Regions from separate parts of the Mus musculus genome. Here region 1 is linked to region 2. The links are chromatin contacts, called in public Micro-C maps. All regions are on one chromosome and are shown on one strand. The core of a region is the stretch at or near the end of the contact, and the rest is flanking DNA. Distances in the headings are between cores, read along the strand shown. Region 1 overlaps Myo1d (myosin ID). Region 2 holds the start of Psmd11 (proteasome (prosome, macropain) 26S subunit, non-ATPase, 11).

The links. A called contact is a pair of places that touch in the nucleus more often than the background predicts.
Region 1: a contact with region 2 is called in a Micro-C map of the HL-1 cell line, with 3 times the contacts expected there. The contact joins the enhancer-like site here to the promoter of Psmd11 in region 2. A contact is called at or near these places in 4 of 39 promoter capture datasets (the C10 cell line, the SN4741 cell line, macrophages and 1 more), 1 of 15 datasets of contacts at CTCF or cohesin (large pre-B cells), 5 of 484 Hi-C or Micro-C datasets (CD4 T cells, CD8 T cells, the HL-1 cell line and 2 more), 2 of 115 datasets of contacts at active chromatin or transcription factors (embryonic basal ganglia and memory CD8 T cells) and 4 of 9 other capture datasets (adipose tissue, liver, macrophages and 1 more).

The regions. Positions count from the first base shown.
Region 1 is chr11:80,563,998-80,566,697 of GRCm38.p6, reverse strand. All of the region lies in intron 20 of Myo1d (myosin ID), which reads left to right. Among named protein-coding and RNA genes, the nearest start is that of Gm38907, 53 kb to the left of the region's middle. Within about 2 kb of position 1,402, at least 34 of the 459 cell types and tissues checked have an H3K27ac peak or open chromatin away from gene starts, as enhancers often do. A contact at or near this core is called in the HL-1 cell line, where this site is marked.
Region 2 is chr11:80,427,232-80,429,932 of GRCm38.p6, reverse strand. Psmd11 (proteasome (prosome, macropain) 26S subunit, non-ATPase, 11) reads right to left here and starts at 1,318. Exons shown (of 14, transcript NM_178616.3): 1 at 1,178-1,318. The coding sequence starts at 1,268.

The sequences.
Region 1 (2,700 bases), core at 153-2,652, 140 kb before region 2:
TCACTCTATCTAAAACCTCCTTATCTGGACCATGACATTCTCTGTCCCCACCACCTCACTGACACCAGTGTAGTCACATTACCACCCCTTCATAACCACAATGCCTTTTATACTGCTCTGAGGTTGTTTTTCTTCCCTTCCTAGCTGCCTTCACTTCACACCTCCTAGAAACTCATCCCTGAGTCCCCCAGGAGGCTTCTCTTCCACCTCCTACTCACATCCCGAAGCCTATGCCAACTGTGTTAAGGCTGTTACAGTGGCATCCCCTCTTCTCTCCAGATTTTTATTCCAGTGACTGTTGCTAAGTAACAAAGCAACCCAGACCCAGGAGAAATAAATAATTAAATCACCATCTTATCATGCTCACAGATTCTGTGGGCTGAGTTTGGAAGGGTCAGTGCGGCCCGTTCACCTCTGCTGCGTGGTGCCTTGGGCATCAGCTGGGAAATGCTAAGGCTGCTTCTCAGCAACTTCTGTGCACTGAGACCCATTTGGCTCCTGTGAGACCCACATGGGAACTGGATCCCGGTGGTGACTATCTACAAGGCTGGAAACTTAATCAAAGTATGTGGCTGGAGGTGGGGCCTTTAGGAGGCGATTATCACCGGATAAGGTCTTCAGAATAGAGCCCTTGTTGAAAACTGATGGCTGTGTTGGAAGAAAGACCTAAGAATTCACACGTACTCTACAAGATATTAGCAAGAAGGATGTTTCTACATCTTCCCCTAAACGATGTACCAGAGTTGTATGCCACAGTAAACCTTGCTTCCTCATCATTTGCCTTGCCTGTGATGCTGTGATATCATGCTATTACAATAGCAAAAAGACTAGGATAAACAATGGGTGTGAAACACTGAAGCCCTAGAGTTTGTCTGGCCCAGTACCAATACTGCTGACCCAGAATGTCTGTGCTCTGTAAGACTTGGCATCCTCTCAACATGGTAACCTAGGGGACAGTCAGCTTGGGGCACAAGCATTTAGTTGTTTACAAGAAGATAAACTCTCACTTATCCTAAGCAGTGATATGTCCCTGATGAAGCAGTACCAGTAAGATTTGGGGTTTAAATCTTATTGAGACAAGAAGGCTGGAGCAAGAGGGCAGAGAGGGAGGAGAAAAGGAGGAAAGAGTGGGGGTTGGGGGAGAGGGAGATTACACGGAACCCTGTGAAGAGGCAGCCCAACTGGCTTCCAAGTGTCGATGGGAAGACAGAATGAACAGAGCGTTCTCCATTGAGAAGGAGCCAAATCAATTTGCTGAGATCAAAAGAGCATAATTATTATGGCCCTGTAGTCAAGCTGAAGAAATGAAGTAGAGAATGGGAAATTCAGGAGACAGTGTATATTTCAGAAGACAAGCAGGACCTGGAGAAATTCCATGGCCACTTGGACTTCAGCCACACCTACATCTCTCTGGAGGGCAGACGTGCCCAAGTTACTGTGGTCTTCTAGGATATGTGCTGAGAGGGCTGGAGCCAGCTGAGAGAAGAGGTCTTCCGCTGAGAGAACCACAGAGTAAATCACTTCCCCGACCCCCCCCACAAAGGGAATCGAGACACAGTGGTCTCCTCCCAGGAAGTTCTCTGTGGTCCCTGAGGGGAGAATTTGTTACTATGACCCAGCCTATCATATTGTTTAGTCTCTTGTCATAAAGCACTGAGCCTTTGCCTATGAGTCACATGCTCCAAACATCTGTGGCTTCTTGGAGCTCATTTTTAAAATTCTGCATTTTATAGCTGTTATTTCTAGGACGCACGGTTTTGTCTGACATGCACATGGGGGTACAATCAGGTTGAGGTGTAAGGACACAACAGAAAGGGGAATGTGAAGGAAAACAGACAAGGAAAATGACAGTTACAGTGACCCTCAGCAGACTATGACCCCTACCTGCTACAGCAACCAACAAGCTTAAATTTCAAACTACCTTCATGCACTTTTGGTGGTTGCGAGGGTTTGAACCCAGGGACCCAAGAGTGCAAGCCAAGTGCTCAGCCACTGCATGGCACACCAAGGCCAAAGGTAATCATGGGGGAAAGGAGAAGCTACATTCTGTTGCTCTAAGAATTTAAATAGCCTCTTTTTAAGTTCACCAGCATAATCACCTTTAAAAATTAGAATTTGTTGTAGATTAGCGTAGCTCTCAGAACTCATCTGATAAGTTTCCTTGTGCAGTAGTAGTTAGCAAGAAACTCAGAACCAATGAAAATGCAGAGAATACCAGTTGGTGGTGTGCTCAGCCACAGGTGGGACATCACCCCCTGCCAGGGCTGGGAACACTATAGAAGAGGAAGCAGAAAGACTGTAAGACCCAGAGGTCAAGGAGGACCCGAGCAAAGCCGCGTCTCCTAGATGAGAGAGGACTGCTGTACTCCGGAACTTACACAGCTGTGGTCAGCATTCTAGCCCGGAGGGAGGAGCACTGTGAACCCCCACCCTAACTGAAGAGTGATTTACAGATTCTGACAGCTCCTAGGGGAAGGAGAGACAGTCTTAAGGGTGTGTCGCCTGGTAGGTTGATGCTGTGCAGTGGATGGCCCCACACCTACGAGTATATGGTCAGCACAAATTGGACTCAGTGGATAACTTTTACAAAAAGAAAGAGGAGCTGAAGCAGCGAAGAGTAGAGCAATCAGAAGAGAAGTGAGGGTAAAGATGATTAAAATATGTTTTATAAATTCTCAAACAATTAATATAAATGTATTA
Region 2 (2,701 bases), core at 69-2,568:
CCAACAACTTGTTGATCCAATCCGAATCTCCCAGGCTACATTTGAAAGCTCACGCCGGGCGGGCATAGTGGCACACGCCTTTAACGCCAGCACTTGGGAGGCAGAGACAGGCGGATTTCTGAGTTCAAGGCCAGCCTGGTCTACAAAGTAAGTTTCAGGACAGCCAGGGCTACATGGAGAAAATCTGTCTCAAAAAACCAAAAAAAAAAAAAAAAAAAAAAACCTCACATTACCACAGGAGGAAGCTCATTCTCTAACTGAACCCTTAAGGAATGAATATTAAAAGGCCTTCTCTGCCATCAACCACTTATTTCTATTTACACCTGAATCCCAGTAGAAAGCGACCGGCTGGAGGTTCCTACTTCAACTTTCCTGTTGCCCTACGGTTTAAGACAATCACGCTATGGTATTAAAATTTTTCTTTTTCTCCAGCAATGTGCGGCCCGCCGGTCCCAAAAAGTTCCCTGAACGACAGCCTCTCAGAACTCAGAACTAAACTTCAACCCCTACTGGGAAAAATGAGTCACCTCCTCTGTCCCGGCGGTCCCACTCGGACGACACTTCAGCTCACAAGCTACACCGGTCAAATACCAATCTTAAGCGTGTGGCACCCCTCAACTTCCCACACCCAGAAAGTGGCCCTCTGCTGCCGGCGGCTGCGGCTGAGGGCTGGCTGTAAGCGACAGCTCCCAGCGTCCCGGAAGAAAACTCCAAGAGAAGCGCTCGCGCTCCCACCCGGAGCAACCTGTGCTGATAACAACGGCGGGAAATGTCAGTCCTGCGCGGCAGTCGCCCGGACCTCTCAACAACACACTCTCCGACCCGTCTGTCCCGGGCCGCCACTCTCAGCCCCCGGCCAGCTCGCGCGGGCCACAATCGGGGACCCTTGAGGGGTAGCGAACCTGGCCCGGCCCGCTCGCCACGCTGCGCTGCGCTGCGCCCACCGTGAGTCAGCAGGCAGCAGGTGGACGGGCCGGCTGCCTAGGGGCTTCCCGCCCGATTGGAAGCCATGGGGCTCCTGGGGTCCCCGAGCGGCCTGCGCCCCCAGCCCGGCCCCCCTCACACACAGTGAGTCAGCAGCACCATAGCCGGCTAGCCCGGCCCCTCTCCGCCGCCTCCGACCCACACAGGCCGCGCCGGGACGGCGGAGCCGCGGGGACGGCGCCAGGCCCTTTACCGATGGAGTGGAGGATGTCGATGGAGGCCTCCCGGTCGGTGCTGAGTAGAGACTGGGCTCTCTGGAACTCCACCACCGCTGCGGCCGCCATCTTACCGCTCTCACACCGTCCCCGGCCGCGGCCGCCGACGCCGGAAACACACACCCGGAAGACCCGCCCTCGCGTTCCTACCAGAAGACCCCGCCTCCCTTCTCCGAGCACCCCGGGAGTTGTAGTCTCTCTGCCCCGTGGGTGGCCCAGGAGCGTCCCGCAAGCGACAAACGAGCTCCCCCATCGCCATCTCGCGGCCATCTGAAGAGACAAACCGAAATTAATCCCCACCACTCCAAAAGAGGCTGAGTACTCAAGGAAAGCTGCTTGGCTGTTTGTATAGTATCCCCGTGTAACCAGTCACTCATAGCGATAGATGATCTTTCAAATTGCCTATTATGTGGCAGGAATAGCACCGTTCAGATTCATTCAGATGTTTTGCAGGGAGGACACATACACACACTCCCTTCCAGGACGGAAGAAATCGCCAATGTAAAAGAACACTGTCTTTCACAAATAGCCATTCCATCATCGGACAGAGCTTCACATTGTGGATTGAAAGTCATCTTTGACCCAATCATTCAATCTAAATAGTTCTTGAGATTCACATTTGACTCATACCAGCTTTCCAGCTCAACAATAGAACAAAATTTTCCTCCCGTATCTCCAATTCCTTCAACTGTAATAGGATATCTGTGAAGATATCAAGGGAAAGGGGAAAAAAGCATGTTTCTTATCACTAAGGATCAACCTAAAGATGTTGCTAAACCTATACAGAGGGAGACCTTCTAAGTTGATGACAATCTGGAAATTAAATAGCTGTGCTGTATAAAAAACTAAGTAGAACCAACATTATACTCCTCTATGACTGGACTAATCAATCTCTATACCTGTCTCCTTTCATTTGTCCAACAATACTCAACAAGAGTCTTTGAAAAAATATTTAATTAATACCTAAGGAAACTGAAGGGAATAAAGTGACTGACAGAACTGAGACCTGGTAGGAAAGACATTCCCACCCTTTGCATTTTCTAATGAAATCTGGGTAATATCCCACCATGCTGGTAACAGAAGTCCTGACTTTGTTGTGTCACGTGAACTAAACTGGCTTCCAAATTCTCCCAACTCTGAAATTCCATGAACTTCGGTGTAATGCTGTGATCATCCCCCCCCCCCCACACACACACACACACACACTCACCCAAGAAGTCATTCCTTCTTTCTCAATCTGATGGAGAGCTAATGAGACTATACTGAATTCATTTGTTGTTGTAGTTTTTAAGTTTTTACTTCTATGTCTGTCTGTCTGTGGGAACTCACATGCCATGGCATGCACATGGAGAAGGGAACTCTTGCAGAAGTCAGTACTCACAATCATGGCCAGCCCAGAGATTGAACTCAGGGACTCATGTTTGGCAGCAAGCACCCTTATCTGTGCCCTCTTCCCTTCTCCTCTCCCAGGTGCTAGAATTAAAGGCACTTCCAGCTTCTGT